2 separate regions of the Sus scrofa genome follow, and region 2 is linked to region 1. Evidence: chromatin contacts called from public HiChIP or PLAC-seq data. All regions are on one chromosome and are shown on one strand. Each heading gives the region's core, a stretch centred on a gene start, on an enhancer-like site or on the middle of the called end of the contact. The rest is flanking DNA. Distances are from core to core; before and after follow the strand shown. Region 1 overlaps ZNF217 (zinc finger protein 217). Region 2 overlaps LOC106504276 (a long non-coding RNA gene).

What was found. HiChIP or PLAC-seq counts read pairs in DNA pulled down with a chosen protein or histone mark.
Region 2: an H3K27ac HiChIP or PLAC-seq map of alveolar macrophages shows a contact between it and region 1. The contact joins two enhancer-like sites. A contact is called at or near these places in 12 of 47 Hi-C or Micro-C datasets (alveolar macrophages, embryonic fibroblasts, epiblast stem cells and 7 more) and 2 of 2 datasets of contacts at active chromatin or transcription factors (alveolar macrophages and skeletal muscle).

Annotation. Positions count from the first base shown.
Region 1 is chr17:54,614,659-54,617,267 of Sscrofa11.1, forward strand. The region is part of intron 2 of ZNF217 (zinc finger protein 217); the gene reads right to left. Among named protein-coding and RNA genes, the nearest start is that of ZNF217, 16 kb to the right of the region's middle. Within about 2 kb of position 1,328, at least 22 of the 83 cell types and tissues checked have an H3K27ac peak or open chromatin away from gene starts, as enhancers often do. A contact at or near this core is called in alveolar macrophages, embryonic fibroblasts and skeletal muscle, where this site is marked.
Region 2 is chr17:54,882,335-54,884,943 of Sscrofa11.1, forward strand. All of the region lies in intron 1 of LOC106504276 (a long non-coding RNA gene), which reads right to left. Among named protein-coding and RNA genes, the nearest start is that of BCAS1, 140 kb to the right of the region's middle. Within about 2 kb of position 1,312, at least 33 of the 83 cell types and tissues checked have an H3K27ac peak or open chromatin away from gene starts, as enhancers often do. A contact at or near this core is called in alveolar macrophages, embryonic fibroblasts and skeletal muscle, where this site is marked.

The sequences.
Region 1 (2,609 bases), core at 78-2,577:
CTTAAAATAGAAACAAAAATATTCATATAAGAAGACAGCTCTAATATGTGAAAAGGGCAAGCTGACTTAAATATTCATGAGAGGTACCACCCTCATACCTGTCAGTATGGCCATCGTTAACAAGTCAACAAACAAAAAATGCTAGAGAGGGTGGAGAGAAAAGGGAACCCTCCTACACTGTTGGTGGGAATATAAACTGGTACAACCACTATGGAAAACAGTATGGAGGTACCTCAGAAAATTAAATACAGAACTACCAAAGGACACAGCATTTCCACTCTTGGGCATCTATCTGGACAAAACTTTCCTTGAAAAAGACACATGCACCTGTATGTTCACTGCATCACTATTGACAATAGCCAAGACATGGTAACAACCTAAATGTCCATCGACAGATGAATAGATTAAGAAGATGTGGTACATATACGCAATGAAATACTACTCAGCCATAAAAAAGAACAAATAATGCCAACTGCAGTAATACAGATGGAACTAGAGACTCTCGTACTAAGTGAAGTCAGTCAGAAGAGAAAGACAAATATCATATGATATCGCTTATATCTGGAATCTAATATACAGCACAAACAAACCTTTCCACAGAAAAGAAGCTCATGGACTTGGAGAATAGACTTGTGGTTGCCAAGGGGGAGAGGGAGGGAGTGGGATGGACTGGGAATCTGGGGTTAATAGATGCAAACTATTGCCTTTGGAGTGGATAAGCAATGAGATCCTGCTGTATGGCACTGGCAACTATATCCCGTCACTTAAGATGGAGCAGGATGGAGGATAATGTGAGAAAAAGGATGTGTGTATATATATATATGCATGACCGGTTCACCTTGCTGTACAGCAGAAACTGACAGAACACTATAAACCAACTCTAATGGAAAAAATAAAAATCATAAAATTTTAAAAAAAGAAAAACATTCATGATAGAAACATTTTTTGGAAAGTACAAAATAATTTTTATGTTAGGTGTTGGGGTAAACGAGAAAGGCTAAAAACACGCCAGATGTTGTTCTGAGGTTGCCTGTAGTTATCACAGTATGTGTGAGTCAGGTTTTTTTTTTTTTCTGAGCATAGCAGAGTTCACTGTTAAAGATTCAGTTCTTCATGTGCTTGATCACACAGACTGAGAGGCACGAACAGTTTCCTGTTCTCCCAACAAGTCTGAGACAAGCAGAATCTGGCAAACTCAAGCAGGACCTGCATACGGGCTGGACTAACCAGCCTCTCCAGAACAGGGGTTTAGAAAACTGCGCCAATACAACTCACCAACTTTCCCACCCACCAGAGGAAGGTTTTCATCTTAAGCTGAGGCAAGTCACCACTAGAGGGTAGCAAGCACAGCTTAATCTTTACGGAAAATTAAAAGTTCGATCCTGGGCAAACACCTAGGAAAGTTTGTCAAAATCGAGCGCTGCTTTGGAAAGCAGACTGTATGGTCCACAAGCACACACGTGGGCAAAATGGACCTGTAGAATTAAAATCTGTCCCCGCATGACAAAGTCAAGTTAATCTTCACTCTGCAGGGTGATCGAGACAGTGTAGCCGGTGTGCAAGGAAGTAAATAAAGGCCCACTGGGAACACCAAGGAAAGGAATAGACTGTACTTCCCACACCAGCCCTCCCTGACCTCAGAGATGCTGCAGTTCAGCATCCGCTCAGCCAAATACGAGCACTTCAGTCCTAGTGGCCCTCCTCCTACTGTCGGCCACATTACATACATTACAACAGCCTTACAACAGAAGTCAGGTCATTTCTTTAAATTTACCATAACTGGTCATTTTGCCTTGAAAAACTATAATTTCCAACCAAATGGCCTCTTCCTGGCTCCTTCCGCATTCTGCAGTCTAGATTTACAGATTTACTGATTTTAAAAAGCAGCTTATAAGCAAACCACAGTGAGCCTCCAGCTACAATTAATACAGGACTGTTTAATCTGTGGCCCCTAAACTTCCCTGAGGACAACGTATCCACCTCTAAACCTCTAAACTCCAAGCAGCAGAGGCAGCCCTTGGTCTAAAAAGGTGTCATGCATTGTTAACCAACTATATTTCAATAAAATGAAAAGGAAAAATAAAATAAAAAGCTGTCATGAAGACTTTAAAAAATAATTGACATCAAAACTACTACGAAACCTTGTATTTATAAACACTGAAAAGAATAAAAATATATTTTGCTTTTTCATCTTCTTTAAAATAAACCTAAAGAAAGCCAGATTGACAGTAAATAACAATAAGGTAACCCTAGAGCAGCTCACATCATAACATGACTTCAGGAAAATCCATATCCTAACGCAGAATGCCCAGCTCTCTTTCTCACAATCCCTCCCAAGCAGCTGAGTCTGTAACTGGACTTGCACTTCCTTGCAATTTCCTACTTCCAACTATGTGTCAGGATTCATGATATGTTGCATCATATCCAAAAGGTTATGAAATGCCTTTATTCTAACACGAAGGACATGAAATGTCCACATCTACCTGCTTCCTGCTCCTAAGCATCACCTTTGACTTTGTTGTGCTGTCCTCCAAAGGACTTTTTATAAATAGGCAGTTGAAATCATCCTTGGGTGGTGGAAGACAAGGGTCGATGAACCAATCTCACAA
Region 2 (2,609 bases), core at 62-2,561, 270 kb after region 1:
GTCAATTCCTAGCTCTGCCGCTATAGCCATGTCACCCTGAGCCAGTACTTGGCATTCCTCGGCCTCGGTGTCCTCATCTGTAAACTGGGGGTAGTCGTCTTTCCTAATTCATAGTGTCTTTGCGAGGATTACAGGTCAGGCCTCTAAAATCTATATGCATCAAGTGCTCGGCCCCTAAGGAAGGTTTACTGCATGGCCAGTTTTTTTTCTTTTTTCCCTTCTCTGTTGCAGTGGTGTTTTTTGTTTTGTTTCGAGAAACGGCATTGTCCAGCTCACTGTTTCTCTGTTGTCATTTGCGTATTACTTTGGATTTTTGCCATATCTGTTACCACCTACACTATTTTTCATGGAATGTACATTAACCGACTTCTTTTTTTTTGCCACACCCACCGCATGGGGAAGTTCCTGTTGCAGAGATCAAATCCGTGCCACAGCAGTGACAACTGAATCCTTGGCCTAATAAGTCATCAGGGAACTCTGACATGTACTGACTCACACAAAAAACAAAACCCTTAAACATTAAAACTCGCAAACACGAGCAGTCCAATCATGGTTCTGATGAACGAGTGCCTGGCACATGCTACGTTGGCTATAATGAGAGCCATTGGCACCATCACCACGGCTGCTGAATGACGGTCCGTGTGGCCCCATTTCATCCCTTTCTTGTAGAATCAAGTCTCCTGTGTTCCCTCCGCTGAATGAGGTCACATCTTCATTCTTGCATGAGCTCATGGACGTGTTCTCAGAGTGGCTGGCTTGACTAGAAATTTTATGCCTAATACCAGGGGATTTTTTTTCCCCCCTGTTAAATAACTTGGGCTCTGACAGATCACAAGGAAGTGGTTACTCAGAAGGGAGTGCTCCCGCCTGATTAGAGGGAGGAATGGAAATTCCCTTTCTTTGCCTAAAATAACTGGAACTAGAACTCGACAATATGAGCTTTGTCCAGGCTTGAAACCATATCCTTTCCAAGTGCATTTTAAACGGAAATACTTACCAATATACGGTGGTAGTTCTCACTGACAGGCTAGAAAAACTTCAGTCATGCTGTGTTCATTTCAGAAAGGGTCACTGTAGGAACCACGAGTCCCAGAGGAGTGAAGTCTAAGTGTGTGGACGTGGTAATGCTGGATTCACCTGACTTCCCTCTGTCCCTTGTCCTCTGTGGGTTTTGTTTTGTTTTGTTTTTCTTACCACATGCACACAGAATCAAATTCTGGAAATAGACAAGCACATCTGTTCGTGACAACCTTCTCCCAGACACTCCCGAGCAGAGGCTGAGGAAGTGAGAGAAGGAAATGCCCAGATGCTTCTAGTGGAGCAGAGTTCAGCGTGGCTGAGTCAGGACGGAATCCCATGCCTGGAGCTGGGTCAGAAGGTCCATAATGAGAGCGAGGGCAGGTGTTCAGCCTGGTCCCGACTCAGGATGGAAAGATCTGGCATTTGGTTTGGATGAATAGACTAACCCACAAGTGTGCTTTCTGACTATTGGAAACTTAGAAAATAGATTGGTGGGAGCTCCAGAACCACTTCACTCTCTGTTTTTTAAACATTTGATTGTCATTTACCAAAACGCATTTAAGGCTAAGAGGAGGAGGGCCAGGAATGGAAGTGGGAAGTTCTAAGTCGGATTTTTTTCTTTTTTGGCGCCATGAGATTTTGTTGTTGCCGGCGTGTTAGCCAGTGTTAAGATGTTCTCAAGGCCTCAAGTCTACCGTGGATGTGGATAATTGATGACGATGAAGCATCCATGTCAGGGGAAATTTCCCTCTAAAAGAAGGAGGTAGAGCGTACAGGTCGTGTTGACTCGCTTTTCCTGGCTGAGGGCTCTGTCTGTCGGCCCTGTTTCAGGAGGAAACATCCAGGGCAGGGACTGGCTCCACCCACAGATTGAGGCTCAAGGCTTTTGGCCTTTAGCAGAGTGGCAGGTGGGACTTCACTTTCCCTCAAGCCTTTTCTCTTTTTCCTCTCCTCTTATATCCTTCTCGTCAAGGCAGAGAAGTTGCATCTTTCTGCTCATTGAATATATATTATATGTTACTTGAACTCCGTGATCCAAGTTGGCCCAGGGTTGTCATAGGAGGCAGAAAATAACATTTGCCATGCTGGTGACAGTCCCTTCAACTCTTGGGAGAGCTGGAGCTGGGAGGTCATGCCTGCCCTTCCCATAGGAAGGGAGAGCCCTCCTGTTCCTTGGTGTGTAAACATAGTTTACAGATTCATAGTGGGTTTTGTGTGTGCGTGTGTTTGCCTTTTCTAGGGCCGCTTCTGTGGCATATGGAGGTTCCCAGGCTAGGCGTCCAATTGGAGCTGTAGCCGCCAGCCTACACCAGGGCCACAGCAGCACGGGATCTGAGCCTCGTCTTCGACCTACACCACGGCTCATGGCAATGCTGGATCCTTAACCCACTGAGCAAGGCCAGGGATCGAACCGGCAACCTCATGGTTCCTAGTCGGATTCTCTAACCACTGAGCCATGATGGGAACTCTGATTCATAGTGTTTTCTTAGACCGTGATTCCTAAAGGTAAGCCAAGGATTGTGTCTGGTGTTCAAAGAAATAGTCGCCTCTGTATTCCAGAGTAACCCAACACGAATGCCTTACGGAGG